Regions from separate parts of the Sus scrofa genome. Here region 2 is linked to region 1. Evidence: chromatin contacts called from public HiChIP or PLAC-seq data. All regions are on one chromosome and are shown on one strand. The core of a region is the stretch at or near the end of the contact, and the rest is flanking DNA. Distances in the headings are between cores, read along the strand shown. Region 1 overlaps SPTY2D1 (protein SPT2 homolog). Region 2 has its middle 15 kb from the start of LDHA.

Region 1 (4,100 bases), core at 376-2,875:
CTACATCAGAGGGAGAGGACAGGATAGCAAAGGTATTGAGTTAAATGTGAGACCAGCTTAAGGATTAGAAGTGTTTAAAAAACAAAAAACAACTGAATTTGAAATACACATATGAATTAATCAAAATAGATGTGTACTTTGAAAAAAGCTCAGATTCATCTTTGGGATTCTTTTCTGAGTGAATTCGAGTTCCTAAACCCCCTCCCTTGTTTCTTTCTTGTGTTCTGCCTTTTCTATGTTTATGTTCCTTTGTTGGTATTTCCCAAAGCACAGCATAGTTCTGGCTGTACCACAATTTTAGGTGATACACAAACACTTTTTATTTTCGCTGTTACATATTTTTGAAAAATAGTTGTATTTTGATGGGATTTAGAAAAATATAATTAGCCTTTCAAGCTAGTCATTTCATGTATATTATTGGTGAGATTAAAGGTGTAATAATAATTCATGGTGTTTGATCTATGTATTTTCTTAAAATTAGCAAATAATAATATAAGTGGTGGAGTTCCCTTCATGGTGCAGCAGAAACGAACCCAACTAGGAACCATGAGGTTGCGGGTTCGATCCCTGGCCTTGCTCAGTGGGTTAAGGATCTGGCATTGCTGTGAGCTGTGGTATAGGTCTCAGGCTTTGCTGGGATCCTGCGTTGCTGTGGCTGTGGTGTAGGCTGGCAGCAACAGCTCCCATTAGATCCCCTAGCCTGGGAACCTCCATATGCCATGGGTGCAGCCCTAAAAAGCAAAATAATAATAATAATAATAAGTGGTACACTAAAAGGCCAAAAATTCTGAAGGTGATATGCACCTTATTTAATAGGTGTTAAACAGTGCCCATTGAACTCTTCTCTTTCAGTACCTATATTCATTTGAGTCACTTTTCTGCTAGTCACATCCCATTATGTACCTTTTGAAGTCCCAGATTAGGAAGAAAGGTATCTGCCCTGAAATCAAATTAGGAATTGCTCAATTGCTGTGATACCTCGATAACAAACCAATCCTATTTTAAATAATTAATACTAATGTGTATATTGGCAGTTTTTGGCAGGGAGAGCCCTGTACAAGCTTTGATTTGATGAGTGCATCTAGGGCCTCTGTAGTTGGCACAGACAGGAAAAACCTTATGATTTGGCAACTCAGATCCCCCCTTCCTCTTCTCACATATCTCCACGTGGGATATAATAGAGTGAGTGTGTGCCTCTGCTTATAAGTCTCCCTATGTCTTATACAACTTGCGTCATCTTCATGGGAGTCCTTCTGTTAAGAAAATGTGAGTTTCTTGTGGATAAGGCCTGTATATGAGGTTCTTGTAAACCATGACAAATTTCATGTATCTAGTTCGGTAAGAAATATTCCTTTTTCTCCGTTATTCCTTTCCCTCTCCTTTTCTCCTTCAAATATTGGGCTCCAGTCAGTCCACTATGGAAAGGGTCTGCAACTAAATTTACAAAGATACAGACTTATCAAAGGATTTTATTATGACAGCCAAGTTGAGTGGGAAAGGAATCTAGATGCTCTCTTTTGGAATTTCTCTCTGTGAGGGATGTGTCTGGTCTCAGCATTGCTATCATTCAGGATTTGCAGGTTGGATTAGGGCCTGCTTTCTTGGCCAGCTGCTCTGTTGGTAGACTGATTTAGCTGGAACCTGTTTCAAGAACCTGTTTCAAGATGCCTTCTATTTGGCTGCCCTGTAGTAAGCATGGATTCTTTGGCTTTCCTCCAGGAACTTCATGAACATTTTGAGAATTGCTTTTTTGGTTCCCAAGCAGCTCAATTTGTTCTCTTAGGTTAGTGTTTCTTTTTTAACTAGCTCAGCAATAGGTTCAGTGGATAAGAATGTTATCTACCTAAGACAAAAGAGGGAGTACATTAAAAAATTCTTATTTCCAGGAGTTCCTGTGTGGCTCAGTGGAAACAAATCTGATCCATGAGGACATAGGTTCGATCCCTGGCCTTTCTCTGTGGGTTAAGGATCTGACATGGTTGTGATGTAGGCCAGCGGCTACAGCTCCAATTTGACCCCTAGCCTGGAAACCTCCTTATGCCATGGGTTTGGCCCTAAAAAAGAAAAAAAAAAAATCTTTTTTCCAGCCCATGAATTTAATGTGGAATGGTCCTATATATGAATCATCCTGGTATGAGTTATTACTCTGTTTATCCTACTTCTCTAATGATAGTTATAAAATGAGATTATTTTTCTTCTTATAGTTTAAATTAACATTATTCTAGTTTTAGTCATTTTCCAGTGCATTTACATAAAAATGAAAGCCCAGAGAAATACCATCTGTTCCAGGATAATGTTAATACTTTTTGGGTTTGTGTGGCAAATTAATATTTAATGAACATAAGAGCTACACTCAAAGGTTACAGAGACTTGGGCCCTTCCTTGCTGCTTAGATTTTTTTTTTTTTTTTTTTTTTTTTTTTGTCTTTTCCAGGCTGCACCCACAGTATATGGAAGTTCCCCAGGCTAGGGGTCAAACTGGAGCTATAGCTGCTGGCCTACACCACAGCTCGACAACACTGGATCCTTAACCCACTGATCAAGGCCAGGGATCAAACCTGTATCCTCATGGATAGTTGGGTTCATTACTACTGAGCCACCATGGGAACTCTCTGCTTAGATTTTTTTTTTTTTTTTTTTTTTTTGCTTTTTAGGGCTGCACCTGTGGCATATGGAGGTTCCCAGGCTAGAAGTCGAATGTGAGCTGTAGCTGCTGGCCTACACTACAGCTCATGGCAACACCCAATCCTTAACCCACTGAGCGAGGCCAGGGATCGAACCCACAGCTTCATGGTTACTAGTTGGATTCATTTCTACTGGGCCACAACAGAAACTCCTGCTTAGCCCTTTTTTTTTGTCTTGAAATGTTTTTTAACTATGGTTTGCTGCCAGCCTTACCTGTGGTCAAAGTAGAATCTCAGTGTTTCATGTTGTAAACAAAATAACCTATGTAGAAGCTATGAGTCTCTACTAAAAAAGCATCTGCACTAGGATACTCAGGAGGAAAACAGTTGTGAGTAGTAGTTTTGTTTGGTAAGTTGGACTTTGAAATGCTTAGTTCTGAAGAAGGCAGATCTTTTAAATAAATTCTGAAACAAATTGAATCTGTTTTAGAGGTGATTTTTTTCAGCCTCTCAGTCTAGATAACCTTTGGAGGAAAATAGCCTGAAAATAGTATTTCTCTGAATTGTTCACTTAATGCACTGTTGGGGCATGTTTAAAGAAACACTACACCTAAAAATAGTCATGTATAATCATATTTAGCCTGAAATTTTATAGCTAAGCTTTCACGTGGGTTATGTGATTTCTTATTCAGAATAGATTTCTCAGTCAACATTTAGAACATTTAATTCCTATTGTTTTACAGCTAATCTCATATAACATTTTACTCTTTTTTTATTTTTAGAAACGATACAGTTTGGCAGTGGGGCCTCCCAAAAAAGACCCAAAAGTTAAGGGTGTCCAGTCGGCAGCTGTCCAAGCTTTTCTCAGAAGAAAAGAAGAGGAACTTAGACAAAAAGGTATGAATTTATAGCCTTATTCTCAAGTTTAAAGTGTTCTGTCTTCACATTTAGCTTGTGCCTAACCAGTGGATGCTTATAACATTGTAACAGGCTAATGGATTTGTTGAATATATGTCTAAATCAACTCTGTTTATAGTATTACATATGTTCTTATGTTGACCTTTTGCATGGATGTTATCTTTTATTCTCAAAAAAGCTTTTTGGGTATAGTGATCATAACTTCTAATTGGCCATATTAGCTCTCTAGTACGAACTCCATTCTTTGACCTTGGTTCTTTATCTTCTTCCACCTATTTTTTTTTTAATTTAATTTAATTTTTTTTTTTTCCGCTATACAGCGTAGGGACCAAGTTACACATACATGTATACATACTTTTCCCTCCCATTGTTGTGTTGCGACATAAGTATCTAGACATAGTTCTCAGTGCTACGCAGCAGGGATCTCATTGTAAATCCATTCCAAGAGCAATAGATTGCATCCATTAACCCCAAGCTCCTGGTCCCTCCCACTCCCTCCCTCTAAAAATATGGAATGCTTCACAAATTTGAATTTGCATGTCATCCTTGCGCAGGGGCC
Region 2 (3,826 bases), core at 287-2,786, 250 kb after region 1:
GGCTCTACTAGGGAGCCTGGGATTCTGTTAAGAGGAGCAAAAGAGAGCTCTTTTGAACCCCAGGAGGGCCCACAGGCTGTGGTAGGTGCAGACATGGAGAAGGCTTCTCTACAGCTGGATAAAGCTCACTAGGTCCTTCATTTGTGCATCATTTAGTGGCGCTTTCATTTCCATTCTCAGGGTATTTTTTTTTTTTTTTTTTTCTTAGGGCCACACTGGTGGCATACGGAAGTTCCCAGGCTAGGGGTCAAATTGCAGCTGTAGCTGCTAGCCTACCCCACAGACACAGCAAGGCAGGATCCTTAATCCACTGAAGCAGGCCAGGAATCAAACTTGCATCCTCATGGATACTAGTCAGGTTCATTACTGCTGAGCCACAATAGGAACTCCCTCTCATGGTATTTTTACCTCAATCAGGAGAGGAAAGTTGAACTAGAATGTTTATCTCCGTTTTACTGGTGAGACTACCAAACCTCAAAAAATGTAATTGCTTCAGACCTTATAGCTGGAAAGCAGTCTGATGAATTTCAAACTCCTGGTCTAGTTTTTCTTATCCTACGCTACTCTGCTGCTCTGTTTTTATGGGGTGCCTCACAACCTGGAAAGCAGTTGGCTTTTTGTTCCTGGAATAAATATCAAAGGGCAAATGTGATAAATACTTCTCAAGGCCTTTCATCCAGGGCTGCAGGAAGGTCCAGACAACTCACCTGTCCATCCACAGGGCTGCTTCAGGGCCCTATCTAATCAGCCTCCCTCTTGCTGGTGCTCCGTTAGCCTTGCACAGCCCACGTGTGTGCGGGGCCAAACTCTGCCCTTTGTACAAACACACTTGCAGTGTCAGGCCCTCTTAAAGGACATTTTAACTTAGCTCATCCTCCGGTTTTAGCCACAGAGGGATGAAAGCCTAGGAAAGGCCTTCACAGATTTGGCCTTCCATTGAATAGGAGGGAGATCAGCCCCTCGCACCTGCCCTTTTTTTTTTTAAACTATATCATCTTTTTTTTTTTTTTTTTTTTGCTTTTTAGGGCTGCACCTACAGCATATAGAGGTTCCCAGGCTAGGGGCTGAATCGGAGCTAGAGCTGCTGGTCTACGCCACAGCCACAGCAACACGGGATCCAAGCCACCTCTGTTATCTACAGCACAGCTCACAGCAACACTGGATCCTTAACCCACTGAGTGAGCGAGGCCAGGGCTTGAACCCTCACCTTCATGGTTCCTAGAAGGGTTCGTTTCCGCTGCCCCACATTGCCTGTATTGTAGGGCCCTCAGCAATCCTACTGGCCTGAAGACAGACATCATTGCTCAGTGGGAAATTAGGGCCCAGAGAGGCAAGGAAAGTGAAGTGCTTTCAACTCTACCTTAGTGTTTCGGGTAGTGGCTAAAGGACAGGAACCTGCCACCTAGTCTAGTGCTTTCTCCTCCGTACCAGACACCATGGCCTTCTCCACAAGCCCAGGCTTTCTCTGGCACTGTGGGTGTGGCTCCACTTCCAGCTCTGACTTCTGGGGTTTTTCCACTGAACTAGAGCCTCTTTGAACAGCCCTTACTTGGAATTGGCAGCTTGGCAGAGAGGCCTCACTCAGCAGGAGGCCACACCCCAGTCATTAAAGCAATAGGACTGGTAGGAGGCCACCTCAATAGAGCACTATTCTCACAGAGCACCCAGCCTTAGCCTCCTCTGTGGCCCCCTTAGCTGCAGGTCCATCATGTCAGACTCTCCACCCAAGCTGAGTCAGTTCTCAAGAAATCAAATCTTTCTCATTTCCTAAGGGAGGCCGCCTGTCAACCACATATGGACACAGGCTGTGCCAAGATCTCCATGGTAACCATAGGCCAGAGCTTCCTGCCTTGGGCGACAATCCAGAGCCAGCATCCTTGGCAGGGCTCCCTTGCAGACCCCAGTGGGGCTGACTGTCACTGTGGGCCCATCACACCCCCCTGTCATCCCTGGAAGTTAGGAACAGCCGAGGGAGGAAGCCCAGCTGGGTTGCCCCGGAAGGCTTCAGGCCCAGTGGCAGGTTTTTGAGAAAGGTCCTGAAATGGGTCAGGCTGGATTCTTTGGAAACCATTCTCTCTCTCCCATGTGGAATTCATTTCTCAGGGAAGACAGTGGGGTTTTGGTTTAGGGTAATGGGCGACAGGTGAGAATTTCACAATGTGTTAGCTGGCTTCAGACTTTGCTCTTCCTGGCACAGGGGGTGGTGGTGGTCCAGGAGATAGTTTGCCATGGATAATGGCAATAATCCCAGATCCTTACTAACCTCCACCCCATAAAATGGCCCCTGGGGCATCTGAGGAGCTGGCAAGCTTTTAGCAGGGTGGGTGTTTATCAATATGGAGACAGACTCAAGAGCCAGTGGGAGGGTGGGGGGGCGGACCCCAGGAGAAGAGATGGAGCTAACATTACTGCCACAATGTCGAGAACTGGGGAGGCCCCTTCAGAGAGATTCCATTTCCAGGAGAAAGCCAAATCAGAATGCAAAGTGGAACTGCTCCTGGTTCGGCCAGCTCCTCCTCTCAGCCCTCTGTGCACATTGCTGGGAGGAAGCCTGAAATTCAGTTGTGTGACTCACAGAGAGAGAACAGACTTGTGGTTGCCAACCAAGCAGAAGGGAGGAAGAAGTGGGATGGACTGGGGGTTTGGGGTTAGTAGGTGCAAATGATCACATTTAGAATGGATATGCAATGAGGTCCTACTCTATAGCAGAGTGAACTACATCCAGTCTCTTGGGATAGAACATGATGGAATATGAGAAAAGGAATGTGTATATATCTGTCACTGGGTCACTCTGCTGTACAGCAGAAATTGGCACAACATTGTAAATCAACTACACTTTAACAAAAAATTATAAAAATAACAAAAAATTCAATTGTGGGAATACTGTGCCAGGTGAGAGTTCACAGCCTTCCCTGCCCACAAGAGTTCTTCTCCCAATCCCAAGGTGGGAGTTTGGCTTCTGCTCAACTTGTTCCTTGGGCTCTTGTGATACAGAATCAATAATACCCAGTTGGGGAAGACTATGTGTATTTAGACTGGTGGTGGGAAGAATGATTTGAGTCTAAAGGATGTTAATCTATATAATAAAGAGGAAGAGAAAATGTCTCCAGGGAATTTTGGAGGTGGGAGATTGGAAGAGTTGGCCTGACTTCTCCTTAAGGATGAAAGGAGCTCTGACAGGAAAGAAGATTCTTGATAAATGCTGCTACAGACATCACTAAATTCTACTTTCAGTTTGCCCAAAGGGCCAGCCTAGGATTTGAGCTGTTTTGAAATTACTTGTGATTGCTGAAGGGGGCTTCCTGGTCAGTGCTAGATCAAATCTTGTGGGTCCAGACTTTGTGAGATTTTACATGCATCATCTAATTTGGGGGGAGGGAGGGGTGGCATGCCTGTGGCATGTGGAAGTTCCCAGGTCAGGGATCCATCATGTGCCACAGCAGTAACCAAGCTGCTGCAGTGACAATGCCAGATCCTTAACCTGTGCACCACCACTGGAGAATGCCAATGCATTATCTAATTTAATCTTCACAACCATCTTGTGGGGTAGGGAACATCATTACTCCCATTTTCCAGAAACAGGTACTGAATCTTGGGGAGGTAAAGCACTTGCCCTAAATCACACAGCCAGATGTGCTGTAGACAGGCTTTGAAGATATGAAATCCAGGTGGCACCTGGGCAGACTCTTTGCATAGAAACCAGATGCAGCTACTGCCCCTGGCAGCAGGGACAATGGGGAGGTCCTCTCAGGAAATTGCTAGGCTGTGCTGAAGAGGCCTCTCTGTGCAAGCTGCAGCCTCTCACTGACCTAACGAAGCAGAAAGT

The links. HiChIP or PLAC-seq counts read pairs in DNA pulled down with a chosen protein or histone mark.
Region 2: an H3K27ac HiChIP or PLAC-seq map of alveolar macrophages shows a contact between it and region 1. The contact joins two enhancer-like sites.

Annotation. Positions count from the first base shown.
Region 1 is chr2:40,590,241-40,594,340 of Sscrofa11.1, forward strand. It overlaps SPTY2D1 (protein SPT2 homolog), which reads left to right. Exons shown (of 6, transcript XM_021083260.1): 2 at 3,406-3,520. Among named protein-coding and RNA genes, the nearest start is that of SPTY2D1, 10 kb to the left of the region's middle. Within about 2 kb of position 1,626, at least 7 of the 83 cell types and tissues checked have an H3K27ac peak or open chromatin away from gene starts, as enhancers often do. A contact at or near this core is called in alveolar macrophages, where this site is marked.
Region 2 is chr2:40,838,830-40,842,655 of Sscrofa11.1, forward strand. No RefSeq gene overlaps it. Among named protein-coding and RNA genes, the nearest start is that of LDHA, 15 kb to the left of the region's middle. Within about 2 kb of position 1,537, at least 37 of the 83 cell types and tissues checked have an H3K27ac peak or open chromatin away from gene starts, as enhancers often do. A contact at or near this core is called in alveolar macrophages, where this site is marked.